Linked DNA regions of Hordeum vulgare: region 2 is linked to region 1. A link is a contact called in public Hi-C data. All regions are on one chromosome and are shown on one strand. Each heading gives the region's core, a stretch centred on a gene start, on an enhancer-like site or on the middle of the called end of the contact. The rest is flanking DNA. Distances are from core to core; before and after follow the strand shown.

What was found. Hi-C and Micro-C count contacts between places; a contact is called where the count stands out from the background.
Region 2: a Hi-C map of leaf shows a contact between it and region 1, with 2.5 times the contacts expected there. The contact joins the enhancer-like site here to the promoter of LOC123401995 in region 1. A contact is called at or near these places in 2 of 6 Hi-C or Micro-C datasets (leaf and seedling).

What each region holds. Positions count from the first base shown.
Region 1 is chr6H:3,952,505-3,957,699 of MorexV3_pseudomolecules_assembly, reverse strand. LOC123401995 (E3 ubiquitin-protein ligase UPL3-like) reads left to right here and starts at 1,281. Exons shown (of 18, transcript XM_045095850.1): 1 at 1,281-2,033; 2 at 2,363-2,473; 3 at 2,655-2,771; 4 at 2,892-3,059; 5 at 3,166-3,327; 6 at 4,019-4,258; 7 at 4,356-4,477; 8 at 4,618-5,195. The coding sequence starts at 1,287.
Region 2 is chr6H:4,002,754-4,007,757 of MorexV3_pseudomolecules_assembly, reverse strand. No RefSeq gene overlaps it. Among protein-coding and RNA genes, the nearest start is that of LOC123404155, 12 kb to the left of the region's middle. Within about 2 kb of position 1,882, at least 2 of the 3 cell types and tissues checked have open chromatin away from gene starts, as enhancers often do. A contact at or near this core is called in leaf, where this site is marked.

The DNA of each region.
Region 1 (5,195 bases), core at 32-2,531:
CTCACGGCTGCCCCTCGCGTCCTCCGCTGCAGCAGAAACCACATCGCACCATGAGCAGCAGAAATGGAAGCTCGCAACGAAACATGAATCCAGCAATCGAATTGGATAGAGGGCGAATCGAGGTGCACTCACCGGGCGGCGGGGTCTTGGCGGGCTGCTTGGAGGCCGGCTTGGCTGGGGCCGGGGCGGCGGCCTTCTTGGCGGCGGCGGCGGCGAGGAGCTGCGAGGGGTCGTCGTCGAGGAGATCGAACCTAGGAGGAGGCCGCCGGCATGGACGATGGGCTGGGTTGGATTGGAGGAAGGATTGGGGCTCTGGAGGTGGTAGAACCCTAGCCGCCGCTGTGTTGTGGAAGCTGCTGTGCGAGTGTGTGTGTGGTGTGATGTGACATCAGAGTGTGCTGGTGTGATGACGAAAACGGGGCTGGAGGTTCGAGGTAATTACGGGCGTGCGTGTAGTGGAGGGTATTGGAGGTGGGGGTGGTTTGGTCATTTTGAGGAGGGTTGTTGGGACGGCTGTAGTGGGCTTCGGGGGTGGGTGTCGGCCTGCCCTGGCTTGATGTATGAGCCTGAAGAGTTGATGATTATGGAAATGCAATTTCTATTTTTTATTTTCATTAGAAAAAATAAACATTATGGAAATGATTCTATATGGACTACTCCCTCCATTTCTAATTATATTTGTGAGTATGAAAGGTGCACCATACAATAAAGAAGGTAAGCGAGCTTTTAGCTAAGAGCCAGCTCTAGCACGTGCTCCTAGGCATTTTATGAGTATGAAAGGTGAACCATATAATAAATAAGTATTACACTTTTGCAATGAACTATTGTACATGTTGGCTATAAGGTGAGATATAGATGACATGGCAATGACTTATAACCAGCAGCTGGCTATATTATTGTACTTGCTCTTATTAGTTGGGCACAAAAGGAGGAAGACATATTATTATTTTATTGATGGAGGAGGAAGAGAAAAGGGGTAGGGGAGAAGCGGTCGTGGAGGTGAAGTGGGAGTGAAGAGAAGAGAAGAGAAGAGTGGCAAAAATCCCGTCTTTCTCCGTCAGTGGCTAACCCTCTCCACAAAATCCCCAAATCCAACGCCATTAGCGCCCCCCCTCCATTAGGGATCCACCCCTCCTCCTCCCCCTCCCCCCACCGCGCCGCCGCCGGATCGATCCCGGCCGCCCGCGGGGATCAACCAGCCGCAGATCCGCCCGCCCGATGCGCCCGCTGCCGCCGGCCGCCTAGGCACGGCAGCGAGCCGCCCCGCCGGACCGCCCGTCGCGTGCATGGAAACGCGCAGCCGCAAGCGCGCCGCCGCCGCCAGCACCCCCTCCTCCTCCTCCCCCTCCCCCTCCTCCTCCAAGCGCGCCCGCACGGCCCCTCCTCCCCCTCTCCGCGCCCGCCGCGCGATGGACCCGTCCCCGTCCTCCCGCCGCCGGGCGCGCGCCGCGGCCGCCGCCGCGGAGAAAGGCAAGGACCCGGACCCCTCCTCCACCTCCAACCCCGCCCCGCCCCACCACCACCACCACGAGGACGAGGACGACGAGGGCGACGACGACGGGTCCGCAGCGCCCTTCCCGCCCTCCTTCACCTCAGCCAGCACCGCGCTCCAGGGCCTCCTCCGCAGGATCGGCGCAGGGCTCGACGACCTGCTCCCGGGCTCCGCCGCCGCCGCCGCCGCCTCCTCCACCGCCTCCGCGCAGCTCAAGCGGATCCTCGCCGGCCTGCAGGCCGAGGGCGACGAGTCGCGCCAGCTCGTCTCCCTCAACCAGCTCTGCGAGATGCTCTGCATCGGCACCGAGGACTCCCTCGCCGCCTTCCCCGTCGACGCCTTCGTGCCGCTCCTCGTCGGCCTGCTCCGCGAGGACGACGGCCCCGGCGCCAGCCCCAACGTCATGCTGCTCGCCGCCCGCGCCCTCGCCAACCTCGTCGACGTGCTGCCCTCTGCCTGCTCCTCTGTCGTGCACTATGGTGCTATACCGTGCTTCTGCGCCCGGCTCCTCACCATTGAGTACATGGACCTCGCCGAGCAGGTGACTTGACTCATTAACCCACCTAGAGATTAATCGACCCATCTAATCTAGCTAAAGTTGCACCTGGTTTTTCTTTTCTTTGCGCGAAATGAATATGCTGTTGCTTAGAATTTTGCATGTGTTCGCGCCATATTTGGACCGCGGCGAGACGATTAGCGTGTATGGCTGGATATTATGTCATCATCGATCCTGGATGCATCCACTTCTACTTATTTTGTTATCTCGGTAGATTCGCAAGGGAGACAAACATGTCGTCTTGCTCCCCTCGCCCATTCCCTCGCCGAGATACTGACAAATTTCGGTATCTGTTTTTGTGTTGATGCTCCTAGTCTCTGCAAGCTCTGAGGAAGATTTCGCTGGAGCATCCGACCGCCTGTTTGAGAGCTGGTGCACTAATGGCCGTCCTGTCGTATCTGGACTTCTTCTCTACTGGTGTTCAGGTATTTATTCGAATTCAACTCCATGGTTTCTTCATCAGAATGTATAGTTCATTTTGTCGTATTCACAGAGCATACACCTTGGTTCCATTCTACTTCAGTTTCGTTTCCCCTGTTTTTCCTGTGTGCACTGTTTGCTTCTACTTACCATATATGTTTCCTTGGTGGCCATGCATTCTTCTAGAGAGTTGCATTGTCTACTGCTGCTAATATTTGCAGGAAGCTGCCATCCGATGCATCCGAGTTCGTCATGGAAGCGGTACCGTTGCTCACTAATCTCCTACACCATCATGACTCTAAGGTACGTGCCTTCGAAGTCCAAGCTTCTGACCCTTGATCTCTCATCTCTTATTACGATATACGAATCCTGCCAGGGCACATACAATGGTTTCAACCTTTTATTTGTGCACATTGATTACAGGTGCTAGAGCATGCTTCTGTTTGTTTGACACGCATCGCAGAGGCCTTTGCTCACCAACCTGAGAAGTTGGATGAACTGTGCAATCATGGGTTGGTTGCGCAAGCCGCTAACTTGGTATCCATCAGCAACTCCCCAGGCCAGACATCGCTGAGCACATCGACATATACGGTATACACAAAGAAATGTGTTTTGCTATCCTTCTGTATTGTTTACTTTGGCCTTTTTCTTTCCTGTTGTCTTTGTCTTGCTAAGTGTGGATTGCTCATCCTTTCAGGGTTTAATCCGTCTTCTCTCAACATGTGCGAGTGGATCGCTGTTGGCAACCAAAACACTTCTTCTTCTTGGCATTAGTGGCACCATTAAAGAAATTCTTTCAGGGTCCGGTTTGGTTGCCGGAACATCAGTCGCCCCGGCTTTGTCAAGGCCTGCTGATCAGGTAGTTACATCTATCACTGGCTTTACTCTTCTGTGGGTGTTAGCTTTATGACTAGTTTTTACCATCTTTGATGGGACCCAATTCGTATGCATTACTCTATTGAAATTTGAGTAGCAGATGATGTACTAGCATTGCCTCTTTTCACATCCTCTCCACAGCTTACAAACTTGTTGAAAATGGAAAGGTTCCGTAACATTTGTGTAATTATACATGCCAGATAAATGCGTAATTTTCTTCAGTGCTGAAGAGAGTTATGTAGGATGTAGCAAACTAGTCCACAGTTGTCTTGAGGATGAACGTGCAGACTACCATCCAAAAGAAAGCTACAGAGCCAAGTAAAAATGCCATGTCTTAGGAGCATGGATTGCCAAACCAATTTAGTTATCATCCTTGATTTAGGCATCTTGCATCAAAACCTTTAAGATGTTCTAAGGAGGCACGAATAGGGAACAGAAATGCACAAGTAAATCATGTCTTGCAACAACCATATTTGATAGAGTTTCAAAAGAATCTGACATTTGTTGGATATAGACGTGTAATATTGTCTGGAGCTACTTCTCTTGCTTAGCTGCTCAAGCATTGATTAAAACAATAAACTCGCAAGTTTTTTTATCCGGAGTGGGACGGTGATATATGCTTGCATGCTTTTCTTGCACGTATGGTGTTCATATATTTACTCGTAACCCTGCAGATGTTTGAGATCGTGAGCCTTGCCGATGATTTGCTCCCACATTTGCCTGTGGGGATAATTTCTTTACCAACAAACTGTCGTGTATTTATTAAAGGCTCTTCAACAAGGAGACCTGCTCCCACCAGACAAGATGGGGCTGGTTCAACAGAAAATGAGAGGTCAGGCCATGAGAGTCTATTACAAGAGCACCCCGAACTTCTACAGCAGTTCGGTATGGACTTATTGCCCGTAATGACACAGGTCTGCTCTCTTTCTTATTTCTTGTTGACGAATTTTAATCACAAACTTTTGGACTTATTTTGGGTTCTCATACTTAATAACCTCTCCTGCCGGACAGGTGTATGGTTCAAGTGTAAATGCACCAACACGTCATAAGTGTTTATCTATCATTGGGAAATTAATGTGCTATAGCTCTGCTGAAATGATCCAGACTCTCCTTAGCACGACAAACATATCCAGGTACCAATACAAGTTTCTACTATGATGTGTGATTCGTTTCTTCCAGAGAATGGTTTCAGTCATTGGAGGCTGCATGCACTGCTTCAGTAGACAATGCTTTTTCTCTGATCCTTGCTGAGTTATACAAATGTCCCTTGCAGCTTCCTAGCAGGCATTCTTGCTTGGAAAGATCCGCAAGTGCTGATTCCTGCTCTTCAGATAGCAGAAATTATGATGGAGAAACTTCCCGAGACATTTTCCAAGTTATTTGTGAGGGAAGGTGTTGTTCATGCTGTGGAAGCACTTATATGTCCGGAATCCTCCAATATGGTGCCTCCTCAGGTACCACCACAGGATAAGGATGGTGATTCTGTTATGTCCTCACGCCCTAGACGACAACGTCGTCGTGGGGGTGCTGCACCTACAGAAAACAGTTTGTTAGATGTATCAAACGTTTCCAATTCTGGCATTGCCAGCGCGCCACCATGCTCTACGGAAGTTCCAGTCACCAGTCTCCGTTTTGAAGTTAGCGACCGTGCGAAGTCGTTCAAAGATAAATACTTCCCTTCAGACCATGGTTCAAGCGATACTGGAGTGACTGATGACCTTCTTACACTGAGAGCACTCTGTGCAAAGTTGAATACTGCAACTGACAATGTCGTAACAAAAGCCAAAGGGAAGTCAAAAGCCTTGAGTGCTAGCCATTTTGACATCTCACATGATGTGGAGGAACAGTTAG
Region 2 (5,004 bases), core at 633-3,132, 49 kb before region 1:
TGTGAAAATGTCCAGCAGCTCATGACGATTTGCAAAAAAATCGATTACCGAGGGCGACCAAGGCCAGGATCGTACTAGCACAACGTTTGGCAAAACGCATTGGATGGCCCAAAGCCCAAATCGTTGAAAAGCCTCCATCTCCTGCCCCTCTCCAACTATATGATTTTTTATCTCTCGGGAAATCACGCTTTTCTAATCTGAAAACAATCATCAATATCACATAGCCACATATGAAAAATTAACAGTACATATAGAGAATTAAGGGGCGCATTTTCCCTTTGTGATTAGTGTGTACATACACAAACCAAATCCATTACCAAGGATCAACCGACTGTCGCACAACATAAGGATCTCATTTGCATCGACAAAACACAAATGTGCAAATCACTAGTTAAACGATGCTTCTTTTAGTAATAAAAAATGAAATAATTTGCACTGCAAGTCGAAAGATCGACATTAGCAAAAGGTAATGAACAATAATTTGCACATAGGAGATCTTTCATGAGCTTAGTATAAAATATTTGGTGAGGCTACTTCTGCACCATGCGGTCCTTTTATAGGCTCTTCACCAAGTCTAGTTCCCAGTTAAACTTTTGGTAACATATATGGAAAATTCATCTGTCTACAATAAACACTCTCATCATGGCACATTCATATAGTTTGCGTTTGTTTGTTGGTAATAAGGAACTACTCACGAAGATGTCACTTGAGTTGTAGTCGGTGCTTCAATTTGGGAAATATTTTTTTCTTAATATAACAACAAACAAGTTTAACAATATTCATCCTTTTTTTTCTTTTGAGCTGCAAAAAGGAAAAAATATGGTTGCTAAATATTGGCATGACATCATGTGTGTTTCACTAAATTGGGCGATGGATCCTTTTCTCTTTATGATAAAAAGAAATATGGCGTGAGCGTGAAATCATGTTGGTGAAATGACCAAATACTGCAAATAAAGCGTGAAACCTAGACATCGGTGACAGGTTCTACCAGGGTCATAATAATGTTGTCGTACCACACATATTTTATTTCTACAATTGCATTTCCTGATTTAATTGTCTTGTTATGCCAAGGCTCCAACAAAGCAGTGCCAGGAAGGAGCTGCAAATGCTAAAAAAGGAGAACCGTGATGAATTGCAAAGGATAAGAAAGAGTGCCTTTGTGCATCTCAGCCTCATGGAAACATAAAGAAAACCACCAGGTGGGCGAGTATGTCTTAATAAGAAAATAACATTGCCACACATTTCTAAAGTAGGAGGAGGCTGCTACTGATGGCGACCATGATGCTGAATGAGTTCATTAGCCCTGTCATTGACGCCGCGGACTCGAAGAGGGCGGTGGTATATGAGCCATGACGTCCCCATGTTTCTTGCGGAAAGAAAGCATTTGGTTTTGAATTGAATCTGACACGACTCACTAGTGTAGTGCGACTCATATGAAGAACTTACCTATCTAAGAAACGTTGTCATCATGTCGCATTCATTTGTTTTCGTTTTTTCTTCATAAGGACCTATATAGTGAAAGAAGACGACAGCTGTGCTGTAGCCAACCCTTCATTTTGAAAAAAGAATCTTCTCTGAAATAAAATGCAACAACAAGCAAGTTTTTGGGGTGGATTCTAACATGTATTACATTTTTCATTTTCTTTTCAAAGAAGAAGAAGAAGCAAAATGAAGCTTGGGAGCCGCACCCCTTATGTGGCCTTGTCGAGTGTCATGTGTGTCTCACCAAAGATGGATCCTTCTTTTCTTTATTTATTTATGGTATGAAGAGAGAAAATGTGGCGTGACAGTGATGCCTTGTTGGTTGTGTCTACCTTTCCGTGTCTGCTGTACATGACTTTTTTGTCAACAGTATTTACAGCCGTCTGTCATGTTCATGTGGGCCCGCCTATTTAAGGTCAATCATCGTTTGAAAGAGAAATGCGGGGCCCATCGCAGCGATTATGTTATTATTTAGCCAGCACGTGCTAATTTGGGGGGGCAACACCTGTTCATGTAATTCTTTTTCTTTCTCCCTACGGAACTGGAGTACAATACAATGCACAAAACTCGTTTCGGCTGTTTTGCCCATGCACTGTTAACCCTATTTTTTAATTTGCGAATAGGAAGGAACCATGCTTGATCAAAATGGCGCACCTAACCGAGACACCAGAAAAAATATACTTCCTTCATCCGAAAATACTTGTCCTCGATTTCCGGACGAAGAGAGTATTGTTGTTAAGGCTGGTTATAGTGGGGAGTATCATATAATAATATCATGCATGATATTATTATATGATACTACATCTACAAGGCTGGTTGTAATGGAGAGTATCATATACTAGTATCATGCATATGATACTAGTGTATGATACTACACCCGTAATGCATAGTATCATGTGATAGTATCATAGCACAGATTACTTATTGTCATGCATGACACATTGTAGCACAATATTTAATATGATACGGTATCATAATATGATACTCAACCCTCTCTTTCTTCATTTAATTTTATGCCACCTCATCAAATATGACTAGTTGGCATGCATGATACTACTTATGATACTCCCATTACGACCAGCCTAATGCATAGTATCATAGAATAGTATCATAGACGACCTCATTTATTGACATGCAAGACACATTGTAGCATTACATTTAACATGTTACGGTATCTACCTATGTTACTCTAATCCTTTCTTTCTTTTTTAATTGTCTGTCACATCAACATATTTGCTAGTCCCAAGAACATGATACTACCTAAGTTACTTCTACTGTGGCCAGCCTAATATTTCTCCTACATATTATGGTGCATGCCATAGCAGGACGTCGAACCAATTCGAACGCCAACCAGCATGCACATGCCATTTATTAGATCATCATGTCTACGAAAATTTTGAATTTTGAATTTCTTTTGAAACTGAGAATTTTGAAATTTTTAAAAATAAAGGGTGTCACAGAGCCCGAGCTCCATAATGCCCTACAAATCACATCTATATCTATTTTGTACGAGCCGTGTTTAAAGACGTTCTTCGCTTTCTCTCTCTCTCTCTCTTGAAATACAACAGGCCTTGTTGCATGCTTATATATATATATATATATATATATATATATATATATATATATATATAAACTCTATTCATCACCCAGGGTGTAGATTAAATTATTCCTCACCCGAGGTAATTTTACGACCATTTCATAAATAAATTAAATTTGAAATGCAAATAGATACGTTTATATTGATTCACTACGAAAAATTTGACATAAGAAAACAAAAATATAGGTTATAAGACCAGAAAAATCACATTTTATGTATAATTTATACTACGTTTTTATGTTTGTAATTTTACGCGACATAAAATATTTTTTACGGTGACTATGTATTTTTTTACGATCTCTTTCTACGTATGAGAATAGATTAAAATTTGAGAAACATAAAATTACGGTGTATTGATGTGAAAATAGAGAGGGGTGAAGAATACTTATTCTTCACCACTACAAATGCCCGTGAGCTTGTAGTATTCCGCTTATCATTGTGTGCGATAGTAGGGGCAAGATGAAACCAACCCTGATATGTTGGTAGGCGATTGGGTGCGCATGGGTGGTGGTTCAAGCCCTTGTGCCTGCTCGGTCTTATATCTAAAACAAAGACGCAAGTAATAAGAGACGAAAAAAGAATGATGAAAAATTAAGAAAATGTTATTTTATTATAAATGTAATACAATTATCTTTATTGGACACACAAATATTTTTATCTATACTACTATTAAAGAAGCAAACATGAATTACACTACACGCACCCCATAAAACGCCACATAACAAAAATCAACCAATTAGCACCCCACGATTAATCCCACAGATCTTAATCTAACGACCCTCATTAATCCATCGTATGCTGGGTGGACTTAGCAATTACAATTGGCTCAACATACTCCACCGTATAGGAGAAAACCAAACTTCCCCTCAAAAAAGAAAAAAAGGAGAAAATCACACTCCACCGCATAGGACCAGTCTTCCGTGATTGCCGATTACCGTCGCACCATCGGCGTCACCATTGCCGATTGTTGCCGCGAGTAGCCTGCAGTCCGTCTGCGAGATCCCCCGGTGCCAGGAGCCCTCGCCATTGCCCATTGTTGCGGCTACCACCGTGGCATCCGTCTGCGAGATCCCCCGGTGCCAGGAGCCCGCCCTACACACCTACGGCCAGAGGGATCCCCCGGTTCCAGCACACCTACGGCCAGAGGGATCCCCCGGTTCCAGCACACGTACGGCTAGAAGGATCCCGCGGTTCCAGCACACCTACGGCCAGAGGGATCCACCGGTTCCAGGAGCCCGGCATACCCAGGAGCCCGCCTTGCCCACCTTCTGCCGTGTTGAACATCTCTCCGCGTCTGCCTCATCCTTCCTTTGTTCTGCCTGTTTTCAATGACTTGGTTGGTACCTAATATTACCCTTCTCATCGTATCTTCCACACTAGACCTGCGCCAGAGAAAACTGTTCATGCTGCGCGCCTTAGATTTTGCCAATATAGCCATTATCTAACAAATCAAACCAAAGCAGCCGCCAACTATTTTTTGGTGGTATGCCTGTTCTAGCACTATTTGTTCTAGGCTTCTACCATGGGTCAGACTATCACTATGGTGGTTTAAGGCCCTGAGTCTCATCTTTTATAAACCTGTGCAGTGCAGTATTTTCTCAACTTGTGCTTCTGCAGTATAGATATATAGAAGTTTCAAATCAGTTTATATAAATTTCAAATCAGATTATATAGAAGTACTATATAGTGTTTTCTCAACTTGTGCTTCTCCAGAATTGGTAAAGAAAGGACTATATAGAAGTTTTAAATCAGTTTGCTATACAATATTCTGAGCTATGACTTATTTTATACTGTGTGCATCTTGCTATATATATATTCGTTGCTTTGCAGCAATGCTGGTGATATACTTACAGGTATTGGTTTTGGTTGGGCTCAGGTTTTGCTCAGGGGTCCTTCAGATGAAGATGTTATTCCTGTTGTAGAGG